Linked DNA regions of Mus musculus: region 1 is linked to region 2. The links are chromatin contacts, called in public promoter capture Hi-C maps. All regions are on one chromosome and are shown on one strand. Each heading gives the region's core, a stretch centred on a gene start, on an enhancer-like site or on the middle of the called end of the contact. The rest is flanking DNA. Distances are from core to core; before and after follow the strand shown. Region 1 has its middle 16 kb from the start of Gm39409. Region 2 overlaps Tfdp2 (transcription factor Dp 2).

The links. Capture Hi-C pulls out chosen DNA fragments and counts their contacts.
Region 1: a contact with region 2 is called in a promoter capture Hi-C map of liver. The contact joins two enhancer-like sites. A contact is called at or near these places in 1 of 15 datasets of contacts at CTCF or cohesin (stem cell-derived epiblast-like cells), 1 of 484 Hi-C or Micro-C datasets (nephron progenitors) and 1 of 9 other capture datasets (liver).

Annotation. Positions count from the first base shown.
Region 1 is chr9:96,410,173-96,415,446 of GRCm38.p6, reverse strand. No RefSeq gene overlaps it. Among named protein-coding and RNA genes, the nearest start is that of Gm39409, 16 kb to the right of the region's middle. Within about 2 kb of position 2,321, at least 18 of the 459 cell types and tissues checked have an H3K27ac peak or open chromatin away from gene starts, as enhancers often do. A contact at or near this core is called in liver, where this site is marked.
Region 2 is chr9:96,252,948-96,258,490 of GRCm38.p6, reverse strand. The region is part of intron 3 of Tfdp2 (transcription factor Dp 2); the gene reads right to left. Among named protein-coding and RNA genes, the nearest start is that of Gm39408, 28 kb to the left of the region's middle. Within about 2 kb of position 4,255, at least 3 of the 459 cell types and tissues checked have an H3K27ac peak or open chromatin away from gene starts, as enhancers often do. A contact at or near this core is called in liver, where this site is marked.

The DNA.
Region 1 (5,274 bases), core at 1,072-3,571, 160 kb before region 2:
TTGCTACCTGCCCCAAGACTGAGAAAGAGCTAAAATAAAGCCAAGTCTTTCTGACAGGGCTTGGGCACCCTAAGTCTGTGCATCTTTCTTAAAATATCTTCCATGGAGGAAGGGGCGGGGCTCAGCTTATAGGGTGCCTGCCTGGCATGCTCAAGGCTCTGGGCTCAACCCCCAGGACCACCTAATCTGGTCACGGTGGGACATGATAACTTAGGAGGTGGAAGCAGGAAGAGGATTATAAGGTTCTCGCCTGATTCACAGAAAATTAGACACCTGTTTCTTGGGCTGAGACCATGTCTAAACAAACAAAATAACAACAACGACAACAACACATCTTCTACAGATCAGACTTATTGGGCTAAGAGCAAATAAATGCTTGTTTTGAGACAAGGTCCCGTGTACTTGCTATCCAGTGTGAATAATCTTGAACTGTGTTGAGTTTAATCCATCCCAGGCTGGCCTGGGAATCACTATAGAGCTGAGAATGACCTTGAACGTCCAACCTACCCATCTTTGCAAGTGTTTGTATTACAGGCTTCCACCACTGTGCCTAGCTTCTCCATCGCTGGAAAGAACTCCCGCCGTAAACTCAGCTGCATTCTCAGTCCTTGTTCCTGGACTTCCAATTCTTCTGTTTCCAGCTCCCAAGTACTGGTGTGCCACTGTGTATCCTTTACTCAGTGTCGGGAATTGAACTCAGGGCTTTGGGCAGCCTAGGAAGACACTAGCGTAACCGAGCGATAGCCTCAGCCTCTGGTTTTTGTTTTTGTTGTTTGAGACAGGGTTTCGTGAAATCAGAACTAGCCTGGAATACCTGAGCCACCTGTTTCCTTTTTCCAAGTGCTGCTATTAAAGGTCTGCACAGCCAATCACAGCTTTACTGCATTAAAAACAACAACAACAACAACAACAAAAACCAACAAAACAAAACATTAATTTATCTTCTCACAGTTCCTCTTCCCAGTTTTAATAATTTGAGGATTTTATATATGAATACTATATTTACACCTTTTCCACCTTCTCTTGTCCTCCTGTGTCTTTCCTGTACCCTCTCAAACTCATGAGACCTTCTATAATTTAAAAGTAGTTTCTCACACACACACACACACACACACACACACACACACACACACTACTGAATCAAGTTACTGTTGCCTACATATAGGGCTGTTTAGGGCTGACTGGGAACCCTATCATAGGGCTCATTCCTTAAAACACCCTATTCTTCCCCTCTTTCAACAGCCATTTACTACCTCCAGCTCTTTTTCTAAGCATGGAGCCTTGTGAGATTCCCCACCACCACCACCCCCGCCCCCCCCAACGTGCCCCCTCTACCTTGGCATGTTGACTGGCATGTGTGGTCTTGTGTAAGCAACCATGTCATTGGAGTTCATGGGTGCAGCTTCCCTGCCACACCCAAAAGTCGCCATCTTACAGGAGACGTCCTGGTCCTCTGGCTCTTTCAATCTTTCTGTCCCCTCCTCTGAGATGTTCCGCGAGGTTTAAGCAAAGGAGTTGTGTTCTAGATGTTCCCGTTGGGGCTGAGCGCCCAGTGAGCATTTACTTTGTGTCGTTTGGTCAGCTGTGGATCTCAGCCGTAGCCCCCATCTACTGCAAAAGATGTTCCTTGAATGAGGGATGGAAGCTGCACTTGGGTGAATGGGTCTGTGTGTGTGTGTGTGTGTGTGTGTGTGTGTGTGCATGTGCGCGTGTACGTGCTTACACATGCGGGTTCGTGTATACACAAACTCACACACTTACAAAAGAACAGCTTTGGGGATCTGATTCTTTTTTTCTGCCATGTGCCTCCAGGGATGGAGCTCCGTCTGTCCGTGTTTGTTTGTTTGTTTGTTTTTGTTTTTGTTTTTCCGAGACAGTGTTTCTCTGTATAGCCCTGGCTGTCCTGGAACTCACTCTGTAGACCAGGCTGGCCTCGAACTCAGAAATCCACCTGCCTCTGCCTCCCGAGTGCTGGGATTAAAGGCGTGCGCCACCACGCCCGGCACGCACCACGCATGTCTGTCCGTCTTGTATTCACTGGGCTATCTCTCAGGCCACTTCCTGTAATTTTTTTATCTAACGCTTGTTATGTTTTAGTTGGTGCCAAATCCAGTTTCCTCTTTAGAAGAATTTCTTGAAGCTTCTGATGTAGAGTATTTGTCAGATTCAGGCTTGTAAACCCTCACAACACCCCCTCGAAAGTGGAAAGTTACAGCCAGGCTGAGAGACACAATCCAGACTGGGGCTGGCAAGCGTTGGTCTAACGGATGCCGGAAGGAGGAGGCTGATGCCACACAAGTCGTGACCAGTCAGGCGGCAGACAATGGTGAGAACAGCTCAAGCAGGAATGCCATGCCCTTGTCTGCACCCCACTCCTGGAGGGGGTGCCCTCCAGGCCTGGCCTCTTTGCCTGCTGGAGTTCTTGTGCCAGGCTTATAAAGGCGAGCTGACTCAGTATAAGGCATTGTCTCAACCTGTGGGTTTTCAGCATCGTTAGACTGCAAGTCTTCTTCAGCAACATTTAACCCCCTGCTTTCATGTCCTATCAATGCTCTGTCCCTCCAGACTGGTATGTGGCCTGGAGTCTATCATCAGGTCTTTCTCTCTAGCTACATCACTCACTCTTGGTCATTTTGCTCACAGCACTCATCTACTATGTGTAAGGATGACAAAAAGGAGAGAGAGAGACACAGCTGTTTGACTTTGGAGCAGGAACTTAGAAAGATCAAATCTGGGATTCGCTGAGAAGTGAGTCCTAGACTAATCAGCTCAAGTGATTGGCCACAGATGTCTCACTAAGTTCTTTGTACACAACACTGGAGACATACAGAAGGTACAGACATCCTTGATTGGGGGAATTGCTGTCTGCACCCCTTAATGAAGAAGCCAGCAATACTTCACAGAGTTAGGAGACAGAACAGGGGGAAAAGTAGAAATGAAAACATAGGCCCAAATCCAAGCCTTGCACGAAGGCAAAAATTCATAATCTCAGAACAAATACCTGGGAGGCAGCCACAGGAGGACCACATTTTGAGGGCTTCTTTGGCTGCATACGAGTTCAAGGCCAACCTGAACTACCAAACAACAACAAATCCAACCAAAAGGAAGCAAATTCCAAGTCCCAGGGGAGATATGAGGGTAGTTTCCTCTGGAGAAGATTGCAGGATGTTTAACTAGAGCTTCGATGTGTGGAGAAAGCAGTATGTCTGACACTTGGCCACTCTAGACACTGTGCTGCCCTTTTCCCTCAGGTGCACCGTGTCAGGGCATGGACCATTCTAAAGGGAAGATGTGGGTAGACTTGTACCATGAAACGCAAATCCTACACCAGCTTTTGTTTTCCTGGAGAAGTAGGTTATTTGGTTGGTTTTGTTTTTAATTTCTTGTGGTGTGTGTGTGTGTGTGTGTGTGTGTGCACCACAGCACACATGCCAGAGAAAAACCTCGTGGAGATGACTTGCTTTCCACCACGTGAGCCTCAGTCTCAGGTGGCGTCTGCCCTGGCAGCAGGCACCTTTGCCCACTCCAAGGCCCTGTTTGTTTTCAAGACGTGGTCTCCCATACCCTTGGCTGGCTCAAACTCCTATACAGCAAGGGTGATCTTGGACTTCTTTTTCCCCTCCCTTCACCTCCCCATTGTGAACTACCATGCCCACTGTAAGGGATGCTAGGGATCCAACCCAGGGTCCCACTCACGCTAGGCTACTGGGACGTATACATCCCAGCCCAAGAGGCAGCCTTCGAAATATGCACTGATTTGTCAGTTGTGCCTCTGTTCAGATTCTACCTCATGCTTTGATTTTTATCAGCAGATCACCCACCGGTGATCCAGGCCTAGGAGAGAAAACAGATAAGGAGTTGTAAGCTATTGACCACAGCTATTGGTTTCCAAGCATCAAGGCAGACATGTCCTAGGGATGTCCATAGAAGTGCAAGGGGATCAATAAACACAAGACAGAGTAAGGCATGAAAGCCTTGGGGCAAGACACGGCTGGAGGAAAACAGGCCCCAGCATCAGTAGCTTCGCCACGAAACCATTCTAGGAAACCATGGTGGTACCCAGCTGCAATCCCAGAGTTCAGGAGGTTAAAGCTGAAAGAGCACAGGTTTCAAGCCAGCTTAGGCCACATCTTAAGATGCTGGCACCAAAACCCAAAACAAAAACAGTCTATCTCCTGTCCAGGAGTGCTAGAAAGCACCTTTAGTCAGTCCTCGGCAATACAGAGACTAAAACACTCACCCTGAACTTGAGATGATCCTAAGCTGTTCAGTGAATTCCTGGGCTATACCGTGAGACTCTGTCTTAAACGTATGAAGGAACACGGGCCTGGAGAAGATGGGCCAGTGACTAGGAGCACTTCTAGGAGCACTTCTGGCTCTTCCCGGGGCCTGACCCTTCCCCAGCACCCACATTAGGTTCACAACTGCCCATGACTCCAACCCCAGGGGATTTGACACTCTCTTCTGGCCTCTTCAGGCACATATGCACCCATGGCATACTCTCACACTAACACATACACATGTAAAATCATGTGAAACTTTTATTTAATGCCAAGAACTTGAATGATTGTTTGGTAGGCTGGGCTCACTAAATGAGATGAGTTTTTGTTTTGTTTTGCTTTTGTTGCGATTGTTTTGTTTCGTTTTGTTTTCGAGACAATTCTCGCTCTACAGGCCTGGAACTCATAGTAAGCCTCTGGCCTCAGCCTCCCTGGGCTGGGACTACAGGCGTGCATCACCACAGGAGGCTTCAGTGTGTGCTTTGCTGGAAGTCGCTTTGTCTTAGGTGGATCTGGGGTCTTACCCATTTATTTCTCCACAGTTATTCCTCTATTTCTTTGGTTATTCTGTAAAGAAAAACTATGGATTTTACCTCAGAGCAAACCATCTCCCCTGTTTCCTGACCCTGAATTTGATCTTGACCCTGGCCTAGCCCAAGTACTTTGGTGTGGGAAGGAACGACAAAGAGAATTGAAAGGGTTCTATGACAGCTGCCACTTCCTCCTGCCATGCAGGTGACACACTATGGCAGGCAGTGTGGACTTGCCTATAGGGTGAATTTCTGCCTTACTGTGGGATTATTGTAACAATGAATGTCCTAAGCCCACTATTCCCCTTTATCAGTGATTGGTCTGGGTGTAGTCATGGTGTCTTAGTTAGGATTTTGTTGTTATAAAGAGACACTGTGACCACATGACCACAGCAACTCTTTTTTTTTTTTTTTTTTTTTTTGGTTTTTCGAGACAGGGTTTCTCTGTGTAGCCCTGGCTGTCC
Region 2 (5,543 bases), core at 3,006-5,505:
CAAAAATTATGTTGACCTCTTTTTTAAATGATTAATTAAAGTTACTTACATACCTAATCATCTTACTCAATTTTCCAACACAGGAAATTTAACAAAAGATGACCTTTTAAAGTTCATTTCCAAGTCTACTCTTTGTAATGTCAGATAACCATAAGATTAGCTACCAATATTAATACACTTTTATTGCAATAATATTACAAATAAGGCAATGAAAATAAAATTTCCAACTGCCAAGATGTAAAAAAAAAAAAAAAAAATTAAAGCAGGTATCTGTGAGTATGTAAATCTAAAACAAGCAATTTCATCAACATGTATTTACTGAATATTGATCATAAGCCAAGTGCTATTTTAGAGCCTGGGTATACAGTAGTAGTGAAAACATTCAAAAGTCAAAATTAAATCCCTGTCTCCACTGGACTTACTGGCATGTCATGTTTCCGCTGCCAGTGAGTTCCACAATCCAACATAACTAAGGTGTCTGTCTGTCTCTTATCACATACGCATCACCTACACTGGAAGAATCCCCCTCTGAAAAGGGTTTCTTGCTTCCTTGCTTGCTTCTCTCTACCCAGAGCTGGACAGTTCAAATAATATTAAAGTTCAAATATAACTGACCTTGTATATTGCTTGGGACAGGCTCCTTTGTAGCCCAGGCTGCACTACAACATGCAGAAATCCTATCACAGCCTCCTAAGTGTTGCAGTGAAAGGACTGAGCCACCAAATACATTTTTGGATGTATTTCTTGACAACAGGGCAAGACTTTTGTGCTTTGCTTTTAGTACTGTATCCTCAGCATCTTAGACACTACCTGTCTGACATTCCAATCAATACTGACTGAAAGAGACTAGATAACTCTTCTTATTCGAACTTGTCTTTTGCTAACACATAATACACTAAAATACAGACGTGTGCCAACAATGATATGATACAGGGTATGAGTTAACTTGTCTTGTAAACATGTTTTAAAAAATTGAAACTACAACCTATAGAACTCTGAATCTTTTCATTCTTATACCTTAAAGTACAGCAGTGAGGGTACTTACTGTACTTGGGCAATCTATTAACATTCAATGGACGGGGGCCAGGCCGACTCAGTGATAGATAGGAGCATTTGCTGCACTTTCTAAGGACCAAGTTTGGTTCCCAAGTTCAGTTTCCAGCATTCATATTGGGCAGCTCACAACTGCATGTAACTCCATCTCCAGGAGAGCTGACACCCTCCTTCTGGCCTCCATGGAAACATACGCATACAAATAAATAATTTTTTAAAAGTTCACTGATGGGGCCGAGGAGATGGCTTAGTAGTTAAGAACACTGGCTACTCTTCTAGAAAACATGGATTCAAGTCCCAGCACCCACATGGCAGCTCACAACTGTCTTTAACTCCAGTTCCAGGAGATACGGTGCCCTTACAGAGATACATGCAGGCAAAAACACCAATGCACATGAAAAAGATTCATTTAAAAAACTTGGCAAGCAATAGTGATGCAAGCCTTTAATCCTAACACTCAGGAGGAAGAAGCAGAAGGATCCCCAAGTTCAAGGCCAACCTGGTCTACCCAGTGAGTTCCAGGACAGCCAGGGCTACACAGAATAACAACCCTGTCTCCCAACAGATTAATTAACTAATTAATTGTTTGATTCAGTTAACTAAGTTTATATGGCAAGTCAGATTTCAAATGTTTTTGAACAAAAGATAAAACTTTATAGAATCCATACACATGTGTGTGTGCACGCGCATGCACACACATATACATATTGTACTTTTAAAAGCTTTGAAGAATCCTCTTCAACGATTTCTTCTTAATCTTTTATATATAAACTCTATTTGACGTTAGAGAACTGGCACGATTAAGGTTCTGACTGCTCTTCCAGAGGACCCAGATTTGGTTTCCAGCACCCAAATGGTGGCTCACAACTATCTCTAACTCTAATTCCATGGAATATGATGCCCTCTTCTGGTTTCTGTGGGTGGGCACCGTATATACATGGTACCCAGACATATGTGCAGCCAAAAGACCTACACACAAAAAAAGTTTAAATCTATTTATGTATCATTAATTTCAGCTACTGACTAGAGAACACCAGATGGTGTTCTCTTCTAGGTTTGTATGTTGATTTTTTTGAATTTGTTATGTATACTAGTAACATGACTAACTATTCACATTTAATGACAGACTTGTGATTTTATAGGTAGGATGATACTCACAGATTGCTAGTTGGCCACATTAAGAGTGGCAATTAGTCAGCTTGAGCTTGTGCTTGCTCACTTACAATGTCTAATCTTAACCAGTGTAAGACCAAACCAAAGGATCCATGAAACTACTTGCTTGAATAAATATTTCTTTATTGATTTCTTTTCTGAGACAGGGTTTCTCCGTGTAGCTTTGGCTGTTCTAGAACTTGCTCTGTACACCAGGCTGGCCTGAAACTCAGAGATCCACTTGTCTCTTCCTTCCAAGTGCTAGGATTAAAGGCATGCACCACTACCCAGCTAATACTGACTTCAATGTCACATAGTAAACAGATTACCTTTGTTTGCTCTATGTCCTGTTTTTAGTGAGGGCATCTTCCAAGGTTCTACCCTTGATGTTTGCTAGAGTCTAGATCTACACACCTATACTTTCCCTCAAAGGCACAAAGTTAAGCTTTGGTACTAGCTGGGCATAGTAGCACATGTTCACTTGGGAGGCAGAGGTAGGTGGATCTCTGTGAGTCTGAGGCCAGTCTGGTCTACATAGTGAGTTCCAGGATAGCCAAGGCTACATAAAGAGACCCTGTCTATAATAATAATAATAATAATAATAATAATAATAATAATAATAATAATAGTAATAGTAGTAACTATTCTTATTATATTATTATTATTATTATTATTATTATTATTATTATTATTATTGTGTTTATAAAAGGATAAAGAGAGAGGGGATATGCTTGGTGAATGTGTAGTTAGGTATGGGGGAAAGTGGTGCCTTGGTGGGCCCATGCTGAGGCATCCCTTCCCCCTGAGGGACCAGCCACATAAGAGTATAAAATAGAGTTTATTCAGGGCATGGGGAGGGGAGTTGAGAGGGTAGTAGAGGCAGAGAAAGGCACACAGAGAGAGAGAGAGAGACCGACCAAAGAAGAGGAGTATAGAAGTAGAAGCCGGCCATGAGTACATGGAGGGAGTGGGGGTGTGAATGGGGAGAAAGGGGGGGGGGAAGGGGCAAGAGGACAGAGTGGGATCAAGAAGGCAAGAGCAAGAGAGAGAGGAGGGGGCAAACATCCCCTTTTATAGTGAGTCAGGCACACTTGGCTGTTGCCAGGTAACTGTGGGGTGGAGCTTAGACAAAATGCTAACAACAACAATAATAATAGCAACAAGAACAACCACCACCACCACCACCACCACAACAACAACAACAACCACAATAATCTTGGTCAGCCAGTAATGTTGTTGGGAGGTGCCAGCAAGTTTTAGATAAGGGCCTAATAAGACACACCTTTAAATGGGTTTTGGAAATACCAAACCCTGAAGGTTGGGTTCCCAACTGTGAGGTGAATGAGCTTCTGAGATGCCGGTGCCGCACTGCACCACTACTGGTTTCTCAGTTATAAACTAAAACCTTCAGAGTGATGAGCCAAAACAAACTCCTCTTCTCTTTGAAGTACTTCAGATGTGTGTCATAGCAATGAGGTGGGGACACAACACTGTTTTCCTAAAAATGTGTACTCCTCTTCTGCAGGGCATCTATCACTTCCACATAGATGACTACTAAATTCTTTAATGATCTCCCGGGCTTTTCCATTCTTCTCTAAGCTTTAATTCACAGCTGTTTATTGGTCAGCACTGTATATCTCTAAATATCCATTAACTCTCTCAGTAGTTCACTTCTCGTTGTCCATCTCAAATCAGCACATCCTTTTATTCTCTTAACCTTGTTAAAGCACCAATATTCAGCAAAGAAAGTAGATTCTCTTAGCTAGACATGGTAGTAAACACTGTACTCTCAGCACTGGCGAGGCGAGGCAGGACAACTGGGAGTTCAAGATCATCCTAGGCTACATTATGTGTTTGAGGCCAAGCTGGGCTGCATAAAGTCCTATCTCAAAACAAAACAACACAAAGAAGAAAGTGATTCTTTCCTTATATATGAACGTGGTCGCTCATACCTGTAATCCTAGCACTCAGGAGGCTGAGGAGGGCAGACTGCCATGAGTCCAAGGCCTGCTGAGGCTATGGAGTAAGTTCCAAACCAACCTGAATATTTGAATAGGTTAAAATTTAAACTTAGGATTCACTTTCAGATGGCTTAGTGGTTTGAAAGCACTGACTGTCCTTGTAGAGAACTTGGGTTTGTTTCCCAGTCACCACATGGCAGGACACAGCTATCTGTAACTTCAGTTCCAGGGGACCTAATGACTCTTCTGACCTCTGTGGGCCCTTGCATTCACATGGTGTATGTACATGCCCTTGGGCATACACACATATACATAAATATCAATACATTTTTTTAAGCTTCACTTTTTTGTGCCAGGTGTTTGTGGTACTTGAATATGCTTGGCCACGGACAGTGAGGCTTTATTAAAGGAGGTGTGGCCTTATTAGAGGAAGTATGTCTGTCACTGTAGGGGTGGGCTTTAAGCTTAAGCTACACCCAGTGTGGAAAGAGCCTCCTCCTGGCAGCATTCTGACCAAAATATAGAACTCTTGGCTCCTCCAGCATCACGTCTGCCTGCACAAAATGTCCACTTATCTCTCTCAGTAGTTCACTTCTTGTTGTCCATCTCAAATCAGCACATCCTTTTATTCTTTCCACCATGCTTTCCACCATGATGATAAGGGGCTGAACTGTAAGGCAGCCCTAATTAAATGTTTCCCTTTTTAAGAGATGCCTTGGTCATGGTGTCTCTTCCCAGCAATGGAAATCCTAACTAAGACTGTGTTCAAAATGTAGCTACTAGTGTATTAACGGATAGTGCAAATATATAGAACATTTCCCTCACTGCAGAAAGTTCTGTTAGATACACATATAACTGGCAGTCCCGGGCACTTTGACCTTAGTATTATCTATCCCTAGTCAAAACAAGAGCCTAACCAATTTTGTTCGAACTAGTAATTAGGGCAAGGTCACTGTTCCTTTAATTCCAGTTACTCAGGATTGCCAGGCAAGAAAACTACAAGAGCCTGGAGTCAGGGGGCCAGCCTGGGCAACATGATGAGCAGAAACACACACTGTAGAATAAGAGATCTGACATAGTTATCTACTGATCTCCCCATACATACCATGTTGTGAAAGCACGTTCACACTCACACATATATATACACACACAAATAAAAATACTTATTTTTTAAAATTAAAGAAACAATAACAACAAAGAGTATTGACTCCAGCATTTGGGAAACAAAGGCAGGCAAATCTCTGTGAGTTCAGGGTCAGACTGGTCTACGTAATGTATTCAACGACAGCTAGAGGTCAACATAGAAAATCTCTGTCTCAAAAAAGCAAATATAAATATATACATATACATATATCTACATACATACACATATATATT